Linked DNA regions of Hordeum vulgare: region 2 is linked to region 1. A link is a contact called in public Hi-C data. All regions are on one chromosome and are shown on one strand. The core of a region is the stretch at or near the end of the contact, and the rest is flanking DNA. Distances in the headings are between cores, read along the strand shown. Region 1 has its middle 220 kb from the start of LOC123402872. Region 2 holds the start of LOC123402872 (auxin-responsive protein SAUR36-like).

What was found. Hi-C and Micro-C count contacts between places; a contact is called where the count stands out from the background.
Region 2: a contact with region 1 is called in a Hi-C map of leaf, with 4 times the contacts expected there. The contact joins the promoter of LOC123402872 here to the enhancer-like site in region 1. A contact is called at or near these places in 2 of 6 Hi-C or Micro-C datasets (leaf and an unstated tissue).

Annotation. Positions count from the first base shown.
Region 1 is chr6H:397,327,646-397,332,209 of MorexV3_pseudomolecules_assembly, reverse strand. No RefSeq gene overlaps it. Among protein-coding and RNA genes, the nearest start is that of LOC123402872, 220 kb to the left of the region's middle. Within about 2 kb of position 2,524, at least 3 of the 3 cell types and tissues checked have open chromatin away from gene starts, as enhancers often do. A contact at or near this core is called in leaf, where this site is marked.
Region 2 is chr6H:397,548,317-397,552,880 of MorexV3_pseudomolecules_assembly, reverse strand. It overlaps LOC123402872 (auxin-responsive protein SAUR36-like), which reads right to left and starts at 2,225. Exons shown (of 1, transcript XM_045096831.1): 1 at 867-2,225. The coding sequence starts at 1,866. The coding sequence ends at 1,300.

The DNA of each region.
Region 1 (4,564 bases), core at 1,275-3,774:
GTTTGGTACCTCCTCCGCTCCATTGACACTCGCCTTGAAGAGCAACATGCTATCATCCACGAATAAAAGGTGGTTCACCGACAGAGACGATGATGCCACCTTGATGCCACCAAGAAGGGATGATTGATTCTAAGAATTTACGATGCATGAAAGGCTGTGTGCTGCTAACTAAAAGAGATATGGAGAGATAGGATCTCCCTAACGAATACCTCGTGTCGGTTTGAATTCCTCCAATTTGCGCCCGTTGAAAAATTACTATAAACGATATTGTGCTCACCATAGACATAACTGTGGCAACCCAAGACGCTGCAAAACCCATCTTCAGCATAATTGCTTCGAGATAACTCCATTCAACTCTATCATAAGCTTTCATCATATCAAGTTTTGGGGCACACTCAGCATTGTTTTTTGATCGGCTTCTCTTCATAAAATGTAAGCATTCGTAAGCTGAGATAATATTATCCGTGATAATCCTCCCCGGAACGAACACCGATCGGTCCTGAGATATAACTTCCGGCAGCATCTCTTTTTAAAAAATTAAGCTCCTGGATAATTCGAGAGCTCCTAACGAAGCATGTAGCGGAACATTTCACTCATTTTAGAAAAAGTTAATCAACTTTGAAAATAACTCATTGGTTTCAAAAAAGTTCAATTCTTTTTTTAAAATAGTTCACAATGAAAACAGTTCATTTATTTTTTTAAACGTTCCTCGATTTTAGAAAAAGTTCATCAATTTTGGAAAAAAGTTCATAGAATCCAAAAAAGTTCATCGTTGTTGGAAAAAAGATCATCAAATCTAAAAGAATTTCATCAAATTTTAAAAATTTCATCAATATTGAACCAAAATTCGTTCAAATGAGTAAAATGGAAAAAAGAAATAAGTAGAAAAAGTTCATCAAATTTTCAAAAAGTTTCTTCAGATTTTTTAAAAAGGTTATTAGATTTCAAAAAGTTCATCTAATTTAAAAAAAGCATTGCTTTTAGATAAACATTTATTGATTTTGGAAAAAAGTTCGTCAGTTTTGAAAAATGTTCATCATTTTTTTAAAGTTCATTCAATATAGAAAATAATAAAACCCACAAAAATCGTTCATGAAAGAAAAGAAAAACGAAAAAATAAGGAAAAAGGATATAAGGAGAAAGGAGTGAAAAGATAAAACTATGAACATGAGGTGAATGCAGTCTGTCGGTTAGTGCAGCGAGCGCACTGTGCCTTCGACAACAAACTCGCTCGTTCGAATCCCTGTGCTCGCTTATTTTCTGGGTTAGGATTTAGGAAAACAGAAAAAAGAAGCTACAATTGCCGAGCCCAACTAAAGCTGCTGCATGCGTCGGTGTTCACAAACGGAAAAAACTAACACCTGCAGCGCAAAATAGGAAATATCCGCCGGTTTTCCCTACTGACGTCCTCTGCAGATTGAACTGGGCAAAGCCCATTAATACATCAATTGCTCGTCGGCGCCTCGCTCCTTGTCTGTCTTTTTATTCAATCAGTTGGCTGGCACGCCTTAACCAGTTGATCCATGGTCCCAGCCTATTACATTGTCCGTTGACCATATACATCACACCGTTGACTTCAAAGTTTACAAGTTGAAAAACAATTCACCAATTTTTAAAATTTGTAAATTTAAGAAACTTTCATGAATTTGAAAAAAGTTCATGAACTTCAAAAGATAAGGATTTGAAAAATGTTCGCGAGTTTGAAAAAAATGAAATAGAAACAAGGTTGCAGGTTTGAAAAAAGTGTTCACAAATTTTCACTAGTTCGACAAAATGTTCACGACACTCTAAAGTTCATGGATTTGAAAAAAAAAGGTAACAGGTTTGAAAAGTGCTCACAAATTAAAAAAAGTTCATCAATTTCAAAAAGATTTGTGGACTTTTAATTTTGGAAAAGTTCATGACATTTGAAAAAGTTCATCAAAACTGTAGAAATCATATATTTTGAAAAAAATGATTGTGAATTAAAAAAGTCAACCGATTTTGAAAAAAAGAATAAATAAGAAAATCTTGATGGATTTTGAAAAATATCTGTAAATTTTTGAATGAGTTCATGCATCTGAAAAAAAAAATTGGAGTTGTGAAAAAGTTAACTGATTTTTTTTCATGAATTTAAGAAAATTTTCTTCAATTAAAAACTTCACATTTCTTTAAAAAGTTCATAAATCCAAAAAATGGAATTAAAAATGAAATTGAAAATGAAAAATAAAGAAAAATATTAAATCGTCCAAACTAAGAGAAAGAAAACCAGACAAAGAAGACAATCCATTTTTAGAGTTACATTTACGCACAATAGGAAGCCAAAGAAGTAAGCATACAGAACAACTCGCAAGGTGGCTACTGCCTTTGGAACTAAACCATGATGTTTGGTTTTGAATCTCACGACCCATACGCACTTTTTGAAGGTTAAAAGGAAAGGAAAATAAAAGGTAAACGGTCGTGGCCCATGAGGTTAGGGGTGTGCGCTGGTTTGTGGGTTAGCCTATAACAAACGCTCAGGGCGTCAACTAGGAGTTGGGGATAATTCTTTGTTTTGGATGAGGCCTCCTATTTAGCAGTTTTGGCAGGCCAATCCTATTTGCCGCCACAGGCGCTTGTTATGGTGCAATTCTGCTAACTGGCGCTGCAACGTCCCGCGCTGGGCCGGCCCATCTCAGCATTTTTCTTTCTATTCTGAATACAAAAAAGGGAGTAGGCGCCGCGGGAAATCGAACTCTGGATCTCCAGCTCGGGTTCGCATGCCGTAACAACCATGCCACCACACCCGATCTGATCACTCATTTTATTTTGCTCTTTTCTTATTTCCATCTTTGGTTTTCGTTTTTTGCTTCTAATTTTCGTTTTCTTGCTTCCGTTTTTCGTTTTTTGCTTCACTTTTTCGTTTATGTTTTTCCTTTTTTTTCCTTCATGGCTCGATGATTTTTTATAGTTCGTGAACCTTTTCTTCAAATCGATGGTTTTTTTAAAAAAATTCACCAAAGTTTTGTCAAAATTGATGAGCTTTTTTGAAACCGAATGAACCTTTTTTAAAAATTGATAAACTTTTTTCTAAAATTCAATGAATTTTTTTAATTTGATGAACTTTTTTTAAATTTGATGAACTTCTTTCACATTCGATGATTTTTTTCAATTTGATGAACTTCTTTCAAATTTGACGAACTTTTTTTTCAAAATTAATGAACTCTTTTTGCAGTCGGTGATCTTTTTTAAAATTTGATTAACTTTTTTAAATTCAATGAACTTTTTTTCAGAATTAGTGAACTCTATATTTAATTCGGTGAGCTTTTTAAAAAATTTGATGAATTTTTTTACAATTCGATGAATTTTTTAAAATTTCGGTGGACTTTTTTCAAATTCGTTGAACTTTTTTGAACATCGATTAATTTTTTTTCAAATTTGATGAACGTTTTTTGAAATCAGTAAACTTTTTATAAAAATAATGAACCTTTTTATCAAATGTGATAAACATTTTCAAACTTGATTATTATTATATTTAAAATTTGTCCACATTTTTCCCATTTGAAGAACTATTTTTGCAAAATTGGTGAACTTTATCTTCCAAAAATCAATGAAAATTTTCAATGCATGGAGAGGCGCGGAGCTCTTTGATGGGCCGGCCCAAGGCGGGGCGCTGGAGGTGCCAGCAAGGCACACGAGCGCTTACAGAGCCGTATAGGAGGTCCCCTTTTGGCACCCCCAATATCAAATAGCGCGTAGGCTATGGGCTACCCCAACTGCACATGGTTAATTGCTGGACCGATTGACCATTGACGAGTTGATGGTTGACATTGGGCTTTTAAAAAAGGGAACAATCTTAATTTTAAAAAACATATTTTTTCTAAAAAGGTCATTTAACTTTAAAATAATCACAAAAAATCTTAAATTTGGACAAAAAGAAAGTTAATGAATTTTGAAAAAATATTTCAGCATTTGAATAGGTTCATGCATAATTGAAAAATAAAAAGGTTCACACATTTGAAAATAAAATCCTAAAAAAGTGGGGAAAGAGAACGATAAAAAATAAAGAAAAAGAAAAGGAAAACTAGGATAAACCAACCAAAAAGCTTCTCAACACCGGCCATAAGCTTCTAGAAGTTTGAGAAAATAGGTTGGTGAAACGCAGCCGCTCTAGATGGATTGGCTCATTACGAGCAACGTGAACTGGGACGTGGGCGTCGTTTACTAGCAAGGTTATAAGTAAACGTGAAATTGTAATCGACGTCTTAGATTACATGATAATGTACATGTAGGTACTTGTTTGTTTACCATTTTCTCTTCTTCAAAACATTGGGCTCACACAATTGCACACACATGAAACCATAATATTTGTTGAAAGTTGAACTTGCAACAATATTGCATTATTGGAATTGTCAGGTTTTTGTTATGAACTGATTAGGAGTTAGATACGTAGAGAAGGTAAACATGCGAATTGATCCCTAATTTACATGGTGTTTGGAAGGCCGGTTCTAGCCACCTAACCAAGCTTCGATGCCCTCTGTTGTTGTCTGACTTGTTAGGAAACTAATCTCCTGAGCATTGGTTTTCTAAGTGACACTCTCATTGC
Region 2 (4,564 bases), core at 976-3,475, 220 kb before region 1:
GTAATGTTCCGATGGACGTACTCCTCGTTCTAGCCATTTATTCCAAGAAAGAAGACTTTTGCATCTAGGCATATACCAGCTCCATTTGGGTCCATTAGGCATTTTAAAAGATTCACTGTAACCCAAACACGTAGAAGAGATTTGGTAGGAGGAGAAGAAACTAAATTGTAGAGGAAATCAATTATACTACTCTAACACGTAGTATAAATCAACCTAAACACGTAGTATTTCTTTCTCAACTGAAAACGCGCTACTAATTTGGAGACCTCGTTAAATCCCAAAAATGTACCGTATAAATTGCATGCATTGATCATTTAATTAATAAATGTGGTCTAATTAATATGCATGCAACTAGTACTATCACTGTAATGTGGCTTATCGTTTTTAGATTATTATAGATTTTCGTAAGATGCCTAATGCACCTAGACGGATGCAATACTTGTCTTTCATTTCTTCATTGTAGTTTTTTTTTCGGGATATTTCTTCACTACAATTAGTGGGCACTCCACCTTTGTTTTGATAGTGGTGACTACAATTTTACCCCTAGGATCAACATCCAACGGCACATGGACCCAAGGATCCGAAAGCGTTGTCATGGCAGACAAAGCAGTGCACTGTTTCTGCTAAGCACCATTGGACGCCCTGAAAGCGTTGTCATGGCAGACAAAGCAGCGCACTGTTTCTGCTAATCAACGTGACGCCAGCACAACACGAGGAAGCAGGAGTAGCTTGTAATACCTTCCAACACACCGGTTGTACGGACTATTTTTAGTACGCATTACGGACATCGCTTTCGGTACCACAGTGCGAGTACACATGATCCGGAATCGTGGAAGCAGAATGAATGACTCTCTCAACACAAGAACTTGGCCAAGAATATTTCATCCGTTTACGCTAGGCAGGCCACATTTCATCATGGAAGTTAATTGACAACCATGATCCATCGATCATGCAGCAAACTAAATGCTACTCCCTCCGATCCAAAATAAGATCGGCCACCGGATCGTACAGGAAGCACAGGATCACCATGTCCAGCATGGGCATGCAAGTTGGAGTTGGGGAACAGGTTCGACTAGAGCTATAGAGGCATCCCTCCATCTTCTCTAAAACTAAAAGAAAAAAATAAGCTCGCATGATCGCATCGCATGCGCGCCCACAAACAGAGAGGCAGGCAGCCCACAAAAAGAAAAGTCAAACTGGTAAAGAAAATTACACACATCCATCCAACTATCTATTCAATCGAGCACGCATGTGTATGTATGTATGTATGTATGTACTGTACAGGAGGCGCGCGCCGTGCTACCACCAGCCGGGCGCCTTCCTGCCGCCGCCGGCGGCGGCCATGGCGGCGGCGCGCTCGAACCTTGTGGCCGCGCACGGGATGGTGATCCCGCCGGGGTGCTCGAAGCCGAACTCCTCCTCGGCCTCCCGCAGCAGCTCCCCGAAGAGCGGGTGGTTGAAGTAGACCACCGGCACCACGTACCTCATCGACTCCCCGCCGGGCTCGTCGCCGCCCACGTACACCGCCACCTGCCCCTTGGGCGTCGTCGCCTCGCCGGCCTCCTCCAGCAGCCGCTCGCCCCGCCGCGGCAGGAGCCTCATCCGCCGCGCCAGCGACCGCCCCCACCCCAGCATCCGCCGTCGGGGCTCGTCCAGCTCCCGCGGCAACACCACCAGCTGCTGCTGCTGCTGCTGCTTGGCGCTCCCGACTGCCGTGTTGAACGGCTTTGCGCCGGCCCCTAGCTGGCACCGCTGCAGGCGGGCGTAGCCGCCGCCGCGGCGTCGCCGGCGGTTGCAGAGCGCCCAGCGCCAGAGGCCGAGCAGCTTTCTGCCCAGCCGGAATCCTCTCTGCCGCCTCGCCATCATGCAGCTGGCTAGAACTCGAGGAGGTCCAAGGTCTCCGCTTTCCTGTGCTGCGTTCTGCGTGTATGTGAGGTGTTGAAGCAAGCTAGCTAGGCGGTGTAATGGCAGGAGAGCCGAGCTTGACAACGGGTAGGTTTTATATACGACGATGCGAGAAGCCGAGACGAGAGGGGAGGGAAGAGCAGACTCCGAGCAAGGGCATCACTGTGCGTGTGGGCGCGCGCCCGTGTGGGACTCATGAGCGATTAATCCCAGCGTTTTGTGCGTCATTTTAGCTTTGTTTTGGCCATGGCGTAGTAATTCACTCATTCAGGTGAGTGATGTACGTAAGTATTCAAAGCAAGAAAAAGCCCTAGAAAATTTAACTAAAAATGAAAAGATTCGCTCCTTGATGTGGGCGAGCTTCCGAGCTTTGGTCGGTTCCCGGTGGTTGAGTTTTATTTTCTCTTGAGAGAAGAGAGGGATTCGGTCGTTGAGTTTCCGACGGTTAGCATGTATCTTTTCTTTTCTTTTTGCCATGTTATATCTACGTACATACAGCATGCTCACAAGAACATGTCCGGGGCACTCGCAGCGTACACGTTCACTGCAGGTGCGTTCAACGAAATCCGGGGGAGAATAATCCGGTAACATGCCGTAGCCCATCGATCCAACTCCACGCTGTTTGTTGGTACTATTTGAGTTGGTTCGTCTGCTTCAGTCAGATGAAATATCGTGCACATGCCACACCATGCCAGTTGAAAACGACTCCCATCTTTTTTTCGCGGGAAGCAACCTATTGCCACCAACGCGGTGCGTGTATCGCGACGTGATATGGCATGCAGATCGTCCGTCCAAATTTGCCCAACAGTGACTCAGTGAGCAGCAACCGCGCATGCGTGGTGTTTTTGGGGGGCCTAATTCCAAGACCAGCATTGATGCACGCAACGGGCTGGTCGATCCAAGCCGCTCCAGACAAAGCGGTAACGGCAAAGCAGGATCTATGTCATCAAAGCACTCTGGATCGAGCACGAGCAGGCGAAAACAACGTCCAAAGCAGCAAGCAAAGTGGAACCTTTTCGGTGCACTCGTAAAAGGATTCTGCTCTGCAGTGAAAATGGGTTTGGTTGGTCACGTCCTCGAGATGAAGAAAGCGCATGACGCGGATCCGGTCCCCTCCCCGCCGCTGGGCACTTCCCATTTTCCAAGCTCGTGCTGCAGACCTGCAAGAACGTCGTTTCCAGGAAGACCGTTCGAAGCAAATTTCTGGACAGATTTGTTAATTCAGAGCGTCCATCTGTGATACTAGTGCTAGTACGTATACATGCGTTAAAATGTTGCTAAGATAGTGCTTGTAACAGACGCAGCTGGTGTAGGCTGTTCCCGGGCTGGCATTCCCTGCTCCAGCCAAAACAATACTGTACTACTAGTCCGTACTGTATCCGATGGACGATGCGGCTGAACTGTACCACCGTGGAAGCTGCAGGGCACTCGTAGATGACCAAGATGGACGTAGGCAACGGCGTACTTGCGTGGCCACAGCACGTCGACATCTGTTGAGGCTTGGGAAGGTCAGCAGAAAGGAGATGAGCACGAGCGACGCGATTCCCCCACATTTCCGAGATTAAAAGCTCGACTGGATCGGAACCCCACAGGCTTGGGAACGTGTATCATGCCGAGACAAACGCAGCCGCACGCACGTCCGATAGCTGAGGGCCACTGACTGGCTTGGCCGCGTTTGTCGTTGGCAAGGGGCCAGAGCATCTCAGCTAGTGACATGGAAGTCCCAACAAAATTAAGTTGCCGTGTCAACCGGCCCGTCCTTGGCGTACGGCGACCGGTTACGAATTAAAAGATCACTCGCTTGATTTTTGGACAGGATACAATGGGTCTGTTCCAAGCAGTATGCATCTTAAGAGCAACTCAGCATGGAACCAAACAACGGCGTTTTTTGTTCATCTTTTATCCGTTTGGCTCGATCGTCCGTTCGATGTTTGTCGTGTTTAATTTTTTTTTATGTCCGTGCACATATTTTAAAAGTAGATTAAGACAACGATCATATCGCCGTCCAAAGTTCATGCCGGCATACAATGCCAGCTTCAAAAAACATCATACTGTTCATGTTGACGCACTTACCAGCGACCGGCACACATGCCAACACATAAAAAGGGGTAGCAGTTCGATCACGCCATCACGGCCATGGTCAGGCCACACTTGTCGGCATGAAAATAGGATGACACTCGTCGCCATAGATTACTCATTGTCGAATTTCAGCATGTCGGCCTGCATCTTCTCGAACGAGGGCTTCTTCCTTGAGGACACGGTGTTGAGATCCACCTTCATGATCTCCACCCACGTCATCATGCTTGCGAGAGCCACTTCTTTCGTCATGGTCTTGGCATCGGCGTCCTCGATCTCTAGCATCTTGACTTGCTTCTCCGTCTCCATCTCAAGCATCCTGGCTTGCTTCTCCACCTCCATCGCAAGCCTCCTCCTTTGGATTTCCATGAAGGCGTTCATTTGCTCTTCCTTGTCTTGCCGTCGCTTCTCCTCCCTTTAATCCTTCTTGGTCATCATGCCCTCCACGGTTGCGATCAAGGCGATCGACGCCGCATCCCGCTTGTCCTCCTTCTTGGAGTTCGTCTTTCCCCGCGCCCGTGGCTTCTCACCCTCCCCAACCTCCTCCACGGCTTCCTTCCCCCCATGCGCTGTGAGGGCGGCA